3 separate regions of the Mus musculus genome follow, and regions 1 and 3 are each linked to region 2. The links are chromatin contacts, called in public promoter capture Hi-C maps. All regions are on one chromosome and are shown on one strand. Each heading gives the region's core, a stretch centred on a gene start, on an enhancer-like site or on the middle of the called end of the contact. The rest is flanking DNA. Distances are from core to core; before and after follow the strand shown.

Region 1 (2,939 bases), core at 110-2,609, 170 kb after region 2:
AGTCGCAGGTGGGCAAAGCATTGGATGATATGACAGACAGATGTACACAGGAGAGGTTGTGTAGAATCTGAATGTATTTGTCAGGTTGAGCATCAAACTTTTTATAGTACAGAAAATACAAGGGTCGGAAGTCACAGCAGGCAAGGTACATTGAAGTTACCAGGTACAAAACAAAGGAATGACTTTAAAAGGATTTACAGGAACCAGGTAAATGTTTACAGTAAAGATAAAGCAGTCCTGTCTAGGGTCAGCTTAGTGACAGGCAAGGATTTTACACTTTAGTGTTATACCTGTGAACCTTGTGAAGGCTAGCACCAGGGGGTTCTGCTCTTGGCAGACCTCAAGAATAATGTAATATCACAACCCACCTAATTTCCTAGGCCTTGCTAAATTCTTATATGAGTGTAACTTTTAAGTATCTGGAGAATCTCCAGTTGTCAGGAGAATATACCAACTTGCTTTTAATATTCAATGTAGCCTTACTGAAGATTTCTATCTTGGAGAGATTCTCTGGCTCTTTCTGCAGACCAGTTGAGCCACTGGCTCTGTCTATTGTAATGCTTAATTAGTTACTGAATAGGCTAACTTCCTTACTGCCTTCTCACAGGATTTTAAGCTCTGGCCGCTTCTGGGATCTTGGAACACTGGGGAGACTAACTATAACATAATTTAATCTTAAAAGGTATTTATAATAAAATATTAAAAGAGAGCTCATAGATCCATACACCAGACTAACGCAGGAATAGAGTATATGGATAAACTCCAGGAGGTGAGCTTCCTTGAAACTCTCTGCCTTGTGAGTGGCTTTTAGGCTTCACAGTCTGTCAAGCTGACTCGACTGAAGTGCGTGGCAGTGAGGGACAACGATCCTCTAGAATGTGATATCACAATTTGTTTCTTCAGTCAAAATCAATGTCATGTCTTAAGTGTTTGCCCATTTTGTCTGGTTTTCCTTAAAAAAAAGGAAAACTGGTTTGCATATAGAACTGCGCGAGTTTATGTTTGCTGTGTCTTAGGATAGAGTTCTCTAATAGCATGGTTCCTCTTTTCTTCTCCTTCCTATTTCTTTTCTTCCCCCTTTGAGTTCCCACTTTGCAGTCCTTGCATACCTCGCTGAGTGGGTTTGAGGGCTACAATTCTTATTTTCTTGTATTAAGAGGTTGGATTTCCCCTGTGTGACCTGAGTGATTCCGTGCTGTGGTTTCTTGTTCTCATGTGGTTTAACCTAGTGAGACATGCCTCTTCTTTCATACAATTGTGTGACATGACAACCTGTTGCTGCAATTGGTTCTCACATACTACAGAGCCTTAGAGAGAGAATGAGTTGTGCTTTCTGAGGGAGGCAGGTCTTTTCTTGAAATGGCTTCAGAAATCACTTATGCAGAAGTGAGGATCACGAATGAATCCGACTCCTTGGACACCTACTCAAAATGTCCTGCAGGTAAAACAAAACAAAAGGAAACAAAACCACCTTTCTGTACTTATGTAGACTGGAGGATAAAGGAATGGCCACTAGCAAAGTTAGGTGGTATTTGTGAATGATTCTTTGAGCGCTCCCATCTGGTATTTTACTGGAGTCTTAGTTGTTTAAACTATTTGTAGATCAACTTGAAGAGCTGGACAGTTTTATAGTGGGAAGGAAAAGCTTTCTCAGAATGTTTTTTGCTCTTGCCATTTACAGAAACTAAACCTTGAATCTTGCTGCATTTACTGCTCTATACAAATGAGCATAAATACATTTTTTTTCTGAAAATGAAGTCATATTGTTTAATAGTGATCTCTACCTTCTATGTTTGACAGTATTTTGTAACTTCATGAAAACTGTTTCTGTGTTGAGATTTTATCTTGAAGGAACTTTTTCATTTATACTATAGATCACAGAAGAACCTCTCACTTGATGGCTAGTTGCTGTGCCACTAAATTGTACCTTCCTCCATGAAGTTTCCAGCCATGTGGTGGTGGCTAGCAGACAGACATTATGCTAAAGTGATGGACTATGAATAGAAATATTTATCTGTTATTGTATATGTGTCTTTAATATTTTGGCAGTTTGGAAGTTATTTATGTATACAGTGCTGAATCTATAATAAAGAACACTAAGAAAACATAGTGAAATGAAAATGTATTTACAATACTAATGTAAAGAAAAGTTGTAGGCCAGGTGGCACTATTTATGTTGGGTCATCATGCAGGAAAACACTTTATATGCACATACTTTAAGATTTACTGCAAGGGCCAGGATTGGCCTAATTCCAGCACTGAGGAGGCAGAGGCAGGAGGATCACTGAAGATTTGAGCCCAGTCTGGTCTACATAATGAGTTGCAGACCATCCAGTACTACACAGTGAGATCCTACCTCATTACACTTCCCTTCACACACACACACACACACACACACACACACACACACACACACACACACACACCTCCATGAAAGGCTATGAACCAAGTATTTTCATATATATATATATATATATATATATATATATATATATATATATATATATGTACATATATATACATATATACACATATATATGTATATACACACACATATATATTTTTCAGATCTCAAAATATTAATATCAGTTATTTCAACAGTGTAAGTTTGTGCTTTTATTTTTCTGTTACTTGAAATGTTCATACTATTAGTAAATTATGTATCCTAGACAAAATGGGAAAAAAGAAGTGTGGAAAAGAAGAAACAAGGATGGACTTATTTCTCATGAAATGAATGTGCTTCTCCTTCTAGCTCCCAGAGAGAAACCTATCCGTGATCTAAGAAAGCCTGGTTCCCCCTCACTGCTTCTTACATCCCTGATGCTACTTCTCCTGCTGCTGGCAATCACATTCTTAGTTGCTTTTATCAGTAAGTATCCTGCACACATCAATGGGCCTTGTCTGCCTTAGATGAAGACAGGTTCCACTCTAGCAGTTGG
Region 2 (2,744 bases), core at 160-2,659:
GACACAAACAATATCTTCAAGCTGTAGTTACACTCTAAAGGCCTGATACTGCTGCATGGAATTGCCAGTAAGAATCAAGTGTGATAACACACGGAGAGTGTGAAGCCTTAATGCAGACGTTGTATGTGTAATGTGGTTATATGTACAAGAATGTAAGTAAATGGCAGTAGGCATATATTTAGCCAGAAGACAAATGACATCTCTTTCTACAGGGAGTCATCAAACTGTCATCTTTTTGAGCAATTCAAATATCAAGTGAACAATTTCTTTTGTCTTATCATTTTATAATAGAACACAATTGGAGAAAAGTAAGCCAGAGGGTGATATACCTAAGAGTTTGTACTGGAATAGCATGACTGGGGAGGTAAGAGATGGGCTAACCTGGTTCTATTTCCTGTCCCAGGATGGAGATTATTCTGTAAGAAGTAGAGGGATGTGCTGAGAGCCCATTCTATCTCCCTGTGGCACTCAGGATAACATAGTCTATAGAAATGTCACTTGACTTTAGCACAAAGGTAAAAAAAAATGACATTTTATAAGGGAAATGAATAATCATGCTTTGAACCCTTTGTGTACTAGACCATTTTAAAAAGCAACTCGTAAATCATTTCCTTTGGTGACTGCGACATCCATATTAGTAGGCAGGCCAGAGTATCATAGTCCCTTCTTCACAGGCTATGCTTCCAGAAACTAGGGCCTTGCACAAGTTTGCAGAGCCGAAACTAACACAAGACCCCATTTCCCGATGCTCATTTCTCTATAACAGACTCATTTATCTTTTTATACATCCTCGATCCAATCTTTCACTGACCTCCAGGATAAGAGTAAACTTTAACTTCACGCCCGGCCCTATAACCCTTTATAAGCTGTCTGGAAGAGAAAGAGAGGAGCCATCAAATGCGTTTCTGAGAAAACTGGGAATACTTGTCTTAGGCGTAGACCACAGCACAATGAGAGGTGTGTGTGGCCCTTAGCGTGGACGCTGGCATCGCCAGTGCCCGGGACGGAGGGTCGGCGACCCGTGGGCTGCGGGGCTCCGCGCTCCTCCTTAACCCGCGCCGGGAGGCGGCGGCCGCGGCGGCGGGAGGGGGAGGGGCGCGGAGCGCGGCGCCGAGGCCGGGGAGGAGCCGGGGCCTGCAGCGGAGCTGAGCCGAGCCCGAGCCGAGCCCCGACGCGCTCCGTCCGCCTGCCGGCTCCTGGCTGCCCCGACCGGTCGGAGCCTCAGAGGTGGCAGCGCGGGGAGCCCCACGCTCCGGGAAGCGCGGCGGACGGGGGACGTGACCCGGGAGGCGCTGCCGCCCGGCAGCGGGTGACGGGAGCCCGGACCGCGGCCTCCGGGACCCTGCTGTCCAGGCCGGCCGGCCAGGCGGGCGGGAGCCGGAGTGCGAGGACCCCACCCTCGGGACACCCTGTGCCGGGACCTGCTCCCTCTCCCTTGGGAGGGAGGACCCTCCCTACTCCCCGGACAGCCAGAAGAGATCGCCGCAGGGCACGCGGCTGTCCCTCCCACGGTGGCTCCAGCGGAGACCCCCAGAAGTCGGGAAGGGTAGTGAGACCTGAAGGACCCGGAGTGAGACCTCCCTCACGCCTCAGCGCACTCCAGACAGTTTGGGACTTTTGAGGCAGAGAGAAAGGGAGCCATGCCTGTGGAGTAGGCACCCCGCATCCCACCCGGGACTCACCGCGGAGAGGCGTCCTGATACGCACAAGCCAGGACCCTCCAGGGAACCGCCAGGAATTGGTTCCAGTTTGCTGGAGAGTAGAAGACCTCGCCCCTCAACTTCCGTGCACCTAGACAGTGGACCGGGGCAGAGCCCCTCCACTCAGATCTCCAACTGACAGAAAGAGCCCTCAGCCCCTGAAAGATCCAGTTTGGGGGGGGAGGGGGATTCCCCCAAAGGGGAGGAGACAACTCCTGGCTGGGAGAGGCTCCTCCCCTCCTCCCTAGGGTAGCAGGCAGGGGGTGGGGGGTGTGCCATCTTCCCCAGGTAGGTCCTCCCTCTCCCCCTCCTCCTCCTTCGACTCCTCTTCCTCAGGGGACTCAGTTCCCTGCTCCAGCCTGGGAGGCTCCGCCAGGCACTGGAAGAGTCACTGAGGATGCCACCTGTCACCTGCCTCTGAAGAGGGGAATCCCTGCAACCTCAAACTTCTGTACCAGGTGGTTTCCTCCAGCGGCGGGGGGAGCCTTGGAGACAGGTTAGTGCTTTCCGTTCTGTAGTCTTTAGACACCAGGAGGTGTGGGGAGCGGAAATGGTGGAGCTTAGGGTTCATTCGAAGGGAAGAAGAAAGACCCCTGGGAAATGTCTTCCGATGGAACTTTTGCACTGGAACCCACATGTTGCTTCAGAGACTCTGAGAAATGGCCTTTTAAGATTTTGGAGTCCAAAGGGTTGGGTCATTTGCAGCCCCTAGAGAAGTTGATGCTTTGGACTGAGAACAGACAACAGGTGCGTTTTCAGGACGCCATGGTGTTAGTAACTCAGGACACAGCACAGTCAGAATCCCACAGCACTGTCCATCTTTGGGTCTTGTCCTCTGGTGACTGGACCTGCAGTAAATGACCTGCAGTCGTGGGGGCATTTTATGGATTGTATTGTATCGTCCAGGGCATGCCTAAGTCAGTTTAATATTCAACAGACGTCTTCTTTCCAGTCTATTACAATGACTGCTTGCCTGACTGGCGACAGGTCCCCGCCCACTCTGTCTTGGATACCAGGAGGGAGGCCCCTTTTGACAACCCTACT
Region 3 (3,053 bases), core at 100-2,599, 160 kb before region 2:
TTCACCCTCCCAGTTTACACAAGACACAAACATCCTGGGTTTAGATACCAGCAAGACGTCTATGAATAAAAGCATTTGCCACAACCATCTAAGTTCAATTCTCTCTTTAACATTTTTTTAAAAAAATTATGTATATTAGTTTTTTGCCTGCATGTGTGTCTAGGTCAGGATTTGGAGTTATAGACAGTTGTAAATTAGCATGTAGGTGCTGGGATTTGAACCCAGGAAGGACAGCCAGTGCTCTTATCCACTGAGCCATCTCTCCAACCCTTTACGGTCAATGATCAGAACCCATGTGTCCTAGTTAGGTTTCTACTGTTGTGACAGACACTGTGACCAAGAACACCATTCGTAGGGAAGGGTTATTTCGTTTTACAACCTTCGGGTCACACCCCCATTACTGAGGGAGGTCGAGGCAGGAAGCTGGAGCAAAAGCTGTGCCGCAGAGAAGCACTGCTTACAGACTCCTCCTGGCTGGCTTGCTCAGTTTGACTTCTTATAAACCCCAGGACCGTCCACCTACCCAAGAAATAGTGTGGGCACAATGGGCTGGACCCTTCCACATCAACCATCAATGAAGAAAATGCCTCACAGGCTTGCCTACAGGCTGGTCTGAGGCGGCATTTTCTCAAATGGGGTTCGTCCTTCCTAGATGACTCTAGTTCTCATCAAGTTAAAAAACTAACCCGATCAACCTGTAGAAAGCCAGATATAGTGGTAGATATCTGTAATCCCAGCACTCATACCGCAGGATGGAAGGTGGAAGGCCAAAGAGGCTCACAGGCTGCCAGCCTCGAACACACAGCACCTCAGAAACCAGAGAGACCCTGCCTCAACATGTGGAAAGGGAGAACTGACTCCTGAACATAGTTCTCTGGCCTCAGCACGTGCGCCGGCACACACAGACACACCCACAACAATAATAATCAATATATATTAGTTTAAACTTGTAAAACTCCAGTCGTGGGCTAAACTGTCTGGAGCAGGTTCTGTCTCTTACTGTCCAAGATTTCTCAATGCTCGTGGGTCTGGAAGAAAGAGTTCTGCCTACTGTGTTCACGGACAGGTGCCAGCCCAGTGACCCAGAGCAATGTAGGCCCATTCCCTTTCAGTTGTCTCCCGAAACCTAGCACTGCCCTGGGGCTGCCTGCTCAGCACCCTCACCTCTCTCCCCTGGAGCCCATCTCAGTCTGCCAGCGATTCTTTTCAAACAAAGGTTTCTACTGTGGTTTGAATGTGAAACGTCCCCCCACAGGTTCATGTATTTGCAGATCTATGAGTTGCTACAAGAAGGCTGGCCGCTCCCTGGATAGCGATGAATCCTTCAGCCTACTGTCCAGGAAGTGAACCGGCTTCAGACTGAGACCAAAGTGCCACTCCCAAGGTGAACTGGGCAGGAGGCCAAGCGCCTTGTCCGCTCCGCACCACCCACCCATCCCCCTTGCAGCTGGGCCTCTTTGATGCTGCTGCTGAGAGTCTATAGCGGGTGGTGATAAACCGGTGCACCTCGCGGCCTCCCGAATTCAGCTTCTGGAGACAATCCACTCGCTAGAAACAAGGGCGCTTTCCCCAGGAGGTCCCAACTGTCCTTACTCACAGTTCATTCCAAGCCCTAACACAGCCCTAATAAACCAGTCTGCTCTTCACCTCCCAGAAGAGAAAAGGCCTTCCTAGCCCAAGGGTGGGAATGTTAAGGCTGGGGGATAACAGCGCATTTGCTGTGGAGTACTGTTCCTAAAAAGCCGTGGGAAACCTCACACAGATGGGTGACTGGGCTCTCCTAGGTCCCCTCTGCTGGCTTTTTTTCCTCTGACACCTCTGGGTCTTGCAAACCGGGTGCTCCACATATACCGGGGATCCGCTGTGACACCCCCACCACCACCACCTGTGACCGTGTTAGTGACTGAATTTACCTTCCATAGATTTGGAATTAACCGTACAGCTGGCATGGCAGTGTTGGGGCAGACAAGGAGTCGGGGAGATGTGAGATCTTCAAGGTGGATTAGCAAGAGGAAGGTCAGACTTTCAAACTGAGACCTTTCAGCAAGCAACCCTTCAACTGTGAGTTGCTAGTTAGTTAAAAATGAACCCAAAGGGCAACTGGGGCCTTAAAGTGGCCACAAAGCTAAAGGGCAAACTGGCGACAGTAAACATAATTAGCTGACCCTTCCTGGCCCAAAGCTAACACAAACTTAAAGGAAATAAAGTCCGTCGGCAATCTGCTATCTCAAAGGCCCCTCCTGAGTTGGGGCCAGCCTTAACTCCTGCAAAGTTAAGCCCACAGTACTTGAATGCAGTTAATTATTTCTTCCTTTGTTGGCTCGAGGAGACGGAGCACGTTTTTGACCCCCACCCTCACCCCCAGGCTCACATGAGCCCCAGCAGGACAGGTGTCATGTCCTCCTCAGCAAAAGCTTCAATGCAGAGACCGGAGGAAACTGGTTTTCCATCTTCCCGGGCTCTGCAGCCTTGTGCTTCGCGTGTGCTGTTGGAGCGATTTCGTTAAAAGCCCCTTTAGCCTTTCTTCTGGACTCTTTGGGTTTTTTTTGTCTGAGAAGGTGCTGCGGGGGGGGGGGGGCCCTCCCCGATCTTATGTCACCTCACCTGAGGACCCAGTTTGATCATTCAGTAAGGATAGTACTTTTCAAAAAAAAGAAAGAAAGAAAGAAAGAAAGAAAGAAAGAAAGAAAGAAAGAAAGAAAGAAAGAAAGAAAGAAAGAAAAGAATAGTACTTTTCACCATGGGTAAACTTGAACCCAGGTCTGTCTCCATGCTCAGCCTCACGGCTCTTCACTGCCCTGTACAGCCTACACCCCAGCCCGCCCACACATCTGCACCCTTGCCTTGTAAACATCTGGCATAAGAACATCAAATGTTTCATAAACTTGAGTCCAGCTACAGCATCTCAACCTTGAAGGGACAGACACTTAAAGGGTCTTACTGCCCAGATACTTTTAAAAAATTGAGGCTTGCAACCATCCTATCACCAGGAATGAACTGCAGAGTGACTTCCCATTTTCCAAGAGTGGCAACAGGATAGATATTGGTGACTG

What was found. Promoter capture Hi-C pulls out the DNA fragments that hold promoters and counts their contacts. Capture Hi-C pulls out chosen DNA fragments and counts their contacts.
Region 1: a contact with region 2 is called in a promoter capture Hi-C map of adipose tissue. The contact joins the promoter of Clec4a4 here to the promoter of Foxj2 in region 2. A contact is called at or near these places in 1 of 115 datasets of contacts at active chromatin or transcription factors (bone marrow-derived macrophages) and 2 of 9 other capture datasets (adipose tissue and liver).
Region 3: a promoter capture Hi-C map of embryonic stem cells shows a contact between it and region 2, with 21 read pairs. The contact joins the enhancer-like site here to the promoter of Foxj2 in region 2. A contact is called at or near these places in 11 of 39 promoter capture datasets (the 3T3-L1 cell line, the HPC-7 cell line, cranial neural crest and 4 more), 1 of 15 datasets of contacts at CTCF or cohesin (embryonic stem cells), 15 of 484 Hi-C or Micro-C datasets (the N1E-115 cell line, bone marrow-derived macrophages, cerebellar granule neurons and 4 more), 31 of 115 datasets of contacts at active chromatin or transcription factors (the SCID.adh cell line, astrocytes, bone marrow-derived macrophages and 16 more) and 4 of 9 other capture datasets (adipose tissue, embryonic stem cells, liver and 1 more).

Annotation. Positions count from the first base shown.
Region 1 is chr6:122,989,008-122,991,946 of GRCm38.p6, forward strand. It overlaps Clec4a4 (C-type lectin domain family 4, member a4), which reads left to right and starts at 1,360. Exons shown (of 6, transcript NM_001005860.2): 1 at 1,360-1,441; 2 at 2,753-2,869. The coding sequence starts at 1,360.
Region 2 is chr6:122,818,775-122,821,518 of GRCm38.p6, forward strand. It overlaps Foxj2 (forkhead box J2), which reads left to right and starts at 1,410. Exons shown (of 11, transcript NM_021899.3): 1 at 1,410-2,196.
Region 3 is chr6:122,661,667-122,664,719 of GRCm38.p6, forward strand. No RefSeq gene overlaps it. Among named protein-coding and RNA genes, the nearest start is that of Dppa3, 37 kb to the left of the region's middle. RefSeq lists an enhancer at 1-2,769 and a cis regulatory region at 256-3,039. Within about 2 kb of position 1,350, at least 16 of the 459 cell types and tissues checked have an H3K27ac peak or open chromatin away from gene starts, as enhancers often do. A contact at or near this core is called in the N1E-115 cell line and embryonic stem cells, where this site is marked.